Linked DNA regions of Mus musculus: region 2 is linked to region 1. A link is a contact called in public HiChIP or PLAC-seq data. All regions are on one chromosome and are shown on one strand. Each heading gives the region's core, a stretch centred on a gene start, on an enhancer-like site or on the middle of the called end of the contact. The rest is flanking DNA. Distances are from core to core; before and after follow the strand shown.

Evidence for each region. HiChIP or PLAC-seq counts read pairs in DNA pulled down with a chosen protein or histone mark.
Region 2: a FOXA1 HiChIP or PLAC-seq map of pancreatic cancer cells shows a contact between it and region 1. The contact joins the promoter of Ppdpf here to the promoter of Nkain4 in region 1. A contact is called at or near these places in 2 of 39 promoter capture datasets (neural stem cells and pre-B cells), 7 of 484 Hi-C or Micro-C datasets (CD4 T cells, CD8 T cells, embryonic stem cells and 3 more), 6 of 115 datasets of contacts at active chromatin or transcription factors (effector CD8 T cells, embryonic stem cells, extraembryonic endoderm stem cells and 3 more) and 3 of 9 other capture datasets (adipose tissue, macrophages and pancreatic islet).

What each region holds. Positions count from the first base shown.
Region 1 is chr2:180,953,339-180,956,038 of GRCm38.p6, reverse strand. It overlaps Nkain4 (Na+/K+ transporting ATPase interacting 4), which reads left to right and starts at 1,340. Exons shown (of 7, transcript NM_021426.4): 1 at 1,340-1,468. The coding sequence starts at 1,415.
Region 2 is chr2:181,185,809-181,188,508 of GRCm38.p6, reverse strand. Ppdpf (pancreatic progenitor cell differentiation and proliferation factor) reads right to left here and starts at 1,262. Exons shown (of 5, transcript NM_001356427.1): 1 at 1,055-1,262; 2 at 773-844; 3 at 623-700; 4 at 409-505; 5 at 5-327. The coding sequence starts at 827. The coding sequence ends at 210.

The sequences.
Region 1 (2,700 bases), core at 91-2,590:
TTGGCTGGCTTCCTCCCCAAGGCTGAAGGCCTTGACTTGCTTGCTATTAAATGGGCTGGTACAATTGGACCCTGCCAATGCTGCTTGTGACTGTCCACCAAGATGAGATAAGGGAAATTTGGTAATTCATAAAATAGTACGAGTGATTCAGGAATTAAGTAACCACAGGAAGTCACAGATCACTTCTCCATGAGAAGCCAGTGGTGGAGGAGTTCTCAGTGCACAATGGTTGTCACACAGAGGAAGGCTATCTATAGATACTCTGAGCATCCCCATGAAACTGGGTGACGCTGGCTTTGCTTCTCTGTCCCTGAGCTGCTCAAATCAAGGGCAAAGCTACCTAGACTCAGTTTCCCCCAGAAGCCTGTGGCCAAACCACCTTGTGTGAACTGGTTCTCCTGTCTACCTCCTTCTGCTGCTAGCACAAGATTCCTGCCCCAGGGACAGGCCTTTTATCGTTATTCACTAGGACCTGCACTACAGCCCAATGCTTCCCTCTGACCATGCTATCCATTCCTGCCTGGATATGAGGCTCCTCTACAACCTAGCTAAATCCCATGTTCAAGCCTCCGGGAAGCAGGGTGTTCTGTGTACTATTAGAGTGCCTAGTGATGTTCCTAAGTAGACCTGGACCCACACCTTCTGGACAAGAGAAGTACTTACTGGTGAGCCCATCATTCCTCCTGCTCCTGAGTCCTTGCTCTCAATACACACAAAGAGCTCCGGACCAGGTCGGGGCTTCTAGAAGATGAGGCGTCTTAAAGACTTTCACACTGAAAACACCTCTTTTCATGGGGTACCTCTGAACCTTCACAAGAAAGAAGTTTGAACTCAACAGAGCAGAAGTGTATGTCCCACCAGAGGGTTCGGATCAGGGACAGAAGCCAGGCCGAGAGCTATCTGGGGTAGACACAGTTGCTAATTATTCTTTTATGAGCATTCTGGGACAGACTCATTGACAGATCAAGTCTGTCCTGTGGCCACTATTCAGCCCTGCGCTGCTCTATACTGCCAGAGAGTCCTGTCATCGCCGCTTTAAGAAGGGTCCCGCGCCTCCTCTCCGGACCGTTTGAAGCCCCTAAGGGCTGCAAGGACTAGGGGTATCTAAGCGTGGAGACAGACGCAGCGCAGCTGTTATCCAGAGCAGGAGAGATGGGGGTGGGCGGAGTCTAAAGAGCCTGTGGGCAGGGGCAGGATCTAAGAGGAGGGGCAGACGGGGCTGGGGTCTGCTAGGTTTACCCGAGGCAAGATCCCGTTGGGGCGGGATCTGCAAGCTGGAAGGAGGCGGTGTTTTCAGGGCAATGCGGGGCGGAGGAATGGGGGTTGGGGGTGGGGAGGCTGGACAGAAGGTTTCATACGCGGAGGATTCCAGCCCACTCTGGCAGCAAAGGCTCCCACGGGCGAAGTGAATACCATGGGCTTTTGCTCCGGCCGCTGCACGCTTCTTGCGCTCTGCGCTCTGCAGCTGGTGAGTCCGGGTGTCCTGCGTGGCTTTCCGGACCCGCACCAGCCTCGGGTGGTTCCTGGGATGACGGCTTGCACTTGGCTGTGGTTGCTGCAGCCGATTTGTGGCGTGCAAGGGGAGCTGTCACGGTGCGCTGTTTGCTTGGGGAGTAGCGTCCCTGCTGGCGGGGACAGGTGCTGAGGAGCGCCTGCCCCCCCAACCCCCCCCCAACCCCCGACAGCTAGGAACAAAAGCCTTCGGGAGGGCTGCTTCGGGAGTCTGGTCCAGAGTGCCTAATCAGGGGGAGAATGTTGCTCTTGATGCCCAGGCGCCCCAAGGCGCCTGTGGCCGGGAGAAGCAAGCACGGGTGTCTTACTACCGGCGGCACAAGGGACTGAGCCTACAGCAAAGTTCGGTGTCTGAGTGTGGACATTAGAATCAGGTGTGCTGGAGAGTGTGATCACTTGACGTGCCCAGCTTGTGCGCAGGCACAGACTACCTTGGAGTCTCCCAATCTTCCTGGACCTGTAGAGGGATAGGGCTCTCAGGCCCAGATGCTTAGGGTTGAGCCCAGGTCCACTAGCAGAAAAGCCTTGTCAGAGAACTTGAATGACACTGAACAACTTTGCAGCTCTCCCTGAGCTTGGAGCCTGGAATAAGGGTTCTGGGGTTGAAGAGGCTAAAACAAAGGTCGCTGGGGAAACTCCTTTGCTAAATGCTAATGAGTCCTAAGTATCTGGTCTTAAAAAGGAAATGTAGCTTTGTTGTTTCTGGGCTGGGTGTGGGCCTGAACCCTGCTAGACTGGGTAGCCGGAGGTCCCTGAGGAAGAAGTTATTTTAAAGACACTTTAAGGCATTTGGTGTTTTGTCCTCCCAGCAACACAGGGAGTGTTTTGTACCTCCAGGGACTGCCAGGCATAATGTGGGATTACAGGGAGGTCCATGGTCCAAGTTTTTACTGGTTTGCAGGTTTCTACAGGGCAAGTCCGATTTGCTGCCTCCAGCCTTGGAGCAGTGTTGAGCGTTGTCTTTCTGTGAAGGGGTCCCTCAAAGGGAAGATGGAGAGAAGTCCTGCAGGATGACCTGCAGGTAAAGGACAGGAATAAGTGCGCTGACTCGGGTTTAGAGCCTGCTCAAAGTGGGAGTCAAGAAACAGAGTCGCTTTGTGGGAGGGGGAGACCGGTTTCCTTGCCCTGGATTTGGTGACAATGTTCTCTGATGTGTGGCTGAGAGAAGGTGCTTCTGCCACCTCTAGT
Region 2 (2,700 bases), core at 13-2,512, 230 kb before region 1:
GGGAGGGTGGCTGCTGTGAGTTTATTTTCTGCTTTGTGCCAAGACACAGTTATGGGGTCAGGAAAGTTCAGTGCTGTGAACCAAGAGGGGGCTCTCTCCAGCTTCTACTGGTTTCTCTTGTTCAGCCTTCCTAGTTTACAGGGAGGGTCGAGAGGGTAGGCACTGGCCTAGCACCACTTCAGCTTGGGCAGGCTGCAGATTCTGATAGGTCAGGAAAGGTCCCTGGGGTTGGTCTGGCCAGAATGGATGACTGGCTGCTGCTTCATGGTTTCAGGAGTCAGGCCACAGGTCATCGGGCTTCTGGAGACCTGGGGGGATTCTGCCGAGCTGTAAGGAGAGCATAGGTCACTGGGTCGGCATTTGCTTTAATTGGGGCCACCCCCACAACCACATGGAAGATGGACTCACCGCTCAGGAGACTCCAACACTGTAGTCATGAACGGGAGTGTGGATTTCCCGAAAAAGAAGCTGGCCCACCAGTGGCCCGGGTCGGCTTTGGGAAGACCTGAGGAGCAAAGGAGGGTCACGATGGGGTCAAGTCCTTCTCCACGCTACCCATCCCCCACCCCACTCCGCCTTAGGACGTGAACTCTGCCCTTCCGCTGGCTGGTTCTGCACTTACCCGGGGACTGGAGCACGGCGTCCCCAGGGTACTCGGCACTTCCGCCGGAGCTGCTGCTGGACGAGGAGCCCAGGCGTCCTGGGAAGGGGAGGCGGGTCAGCCACAGGGCCCTGGGCCAGCCCTGGGCGGGGCTGGCGAGGGGCTACTTACGCCGATAGTAGTCATGGGTAGCCACGAGCGAGCCGCTGGAAGGGATGGCTGCCATGCTTCAGGACCGAGGCGCTGCGGAGACGAGAGCAGAATGTGGGCCCTGGTCACCGCACACCGGAGGGTTCCCCGAGTCTCCCGGGTCCTGACAGTGCCAGGTTTCCAAGCGGCTCCAACCAGCCCGGTCCGGCTGCGTGGTGAGACAAAGGGGCTTTGTCTGCTCCTGGCCCCAAGAAGACGCGCCTCCCCCACCCCACCGCCGGCTGCCTTCGTCACTGCCCTCACCTCGGCGGAGAACCCCTTCCTTGCAGGCTTCGTTTTTAGGCCACCAGGGCGCTAGGCCGCGGAGCCCATTTGCAAAGATAACCCACGAAACACCACTTTAGGACCCACGCGCGCTATGCGCACGCGCGTACTTAGTAGCTTTCCTGCACCGCAAAAGACGCACCACTGGGAGGCGGGGCGCGCGTCAAAGCCCCTCCCGCTTCACAGCGGGCCCACCCATGAGACTTTTGAGCTCCCCTGATAGACCAGAAGTAGCACGAAGTGGTCCCGCCCTTCCCTATTAGACTCCACCCCGAGCGGAGCAAGAATCCACCCTACCTTCTGCAATGCTAGGTTCTGCAAAGTTCCACATTGGCCCTAACCTCCTTGATCAAACATCTGTGGTTTCGCTCCAGTCGAAACCAGCTCTGCTGCTTTTTTCCTGCCTGGTTCGGACTCGAACCCGGATAGAAGAGGTTAAAGAATCTCATGTGCCCCTCAGTCTGTGCCACCCTCTCGGATGTGGTCTCATGTAGTACAGCCTGTTTGGTGTTCTTGTTCCCTTTACTTGGGGCTGCCCGCTGCTTTCGCTGGTCCCCGCAGGCTTTATTTTCCACGTACCTCACTCCGACCCTTGACTGAGTGGATCTGTTTAACATAAGTAAGCACAAGCTGTTGCCGCGCACCTCCCTACCATCGCAATCTCTGTTTTCTGGGCTCACTGGATGGTGCCTGGAGCCCCCAAGCGGTCCTGTAGGGAATAGCCTGCCCTTGGTAAGCTGAGGAGCTGTCTGTCTTTCAAGTCCTGACTCGCATTGTTGTTCATCATTCCCAACCTGTGTTCTGTTTGGAGAGGAGTGATGGAAGACAGACGAAGCCTTGGGGTCAGAGAGAGCTCTAACAGAGACAGTCTCTAGTAGCTTCCATTGTTGGTCGGAGACTCATGTTTGGGGGGAATCAAGTTAGGGCTGGCCAGCATGCCCTGCCCACCCTTCCCTTCCTCAGCAGCCTGTGTTCTGTCAGACCGAGAGGATCATGAGCCAGCTTCGTGCAGCATGCTTCTCCTATAACCAAAGATGCTGGACTTCATTGGAGGCTCAGGGAGAACCGACTAGGCTGAGGCTAGTAGGATCCCAGGAGGAGGCTCTTGTGTCGCCGAAGTCTCAAGGCTGCTTGGCTGGGACCCTTTGCTTGGATTTGTTGAGACCTACTCTGTGCAAGCATTGATCCAGGCTCGGGAAAACCAGACAAGAAATGGTCCAGTAGGGGTGCTGGTTTAGAGATCATAAAGGAGATGGGTAAGGTGTAATGAAAAAGAGGTGGGGGCAGTTGACATGACAGCAGTACAAGTGAGTAAGGCCACTGATAAGGACCGTCCTGGTGACACCAGGAGGGTGAGACTTCTGTCTTCATAGTGTTATGTACTTCAGATTCTATGACTTACCCTGAACTGTCCTGGTCAAGTACATGGGCATCTCCAGTGGTTATTAGCTATTTCCTGTAGTGAAAATTCCCTCTGAAAAGAAAGTAAAGGATATATGCCTAGTTCTATTGCATCTTCTTATGCCTGCTCTTTTCTGAAGGGAAAGAGAGGAACAATGGATCTGGGGAAGATGGGAGATGGGCAAGGTCAGGGAGAAGGAGAAAGGGAGGCTGCTGTGGGGATG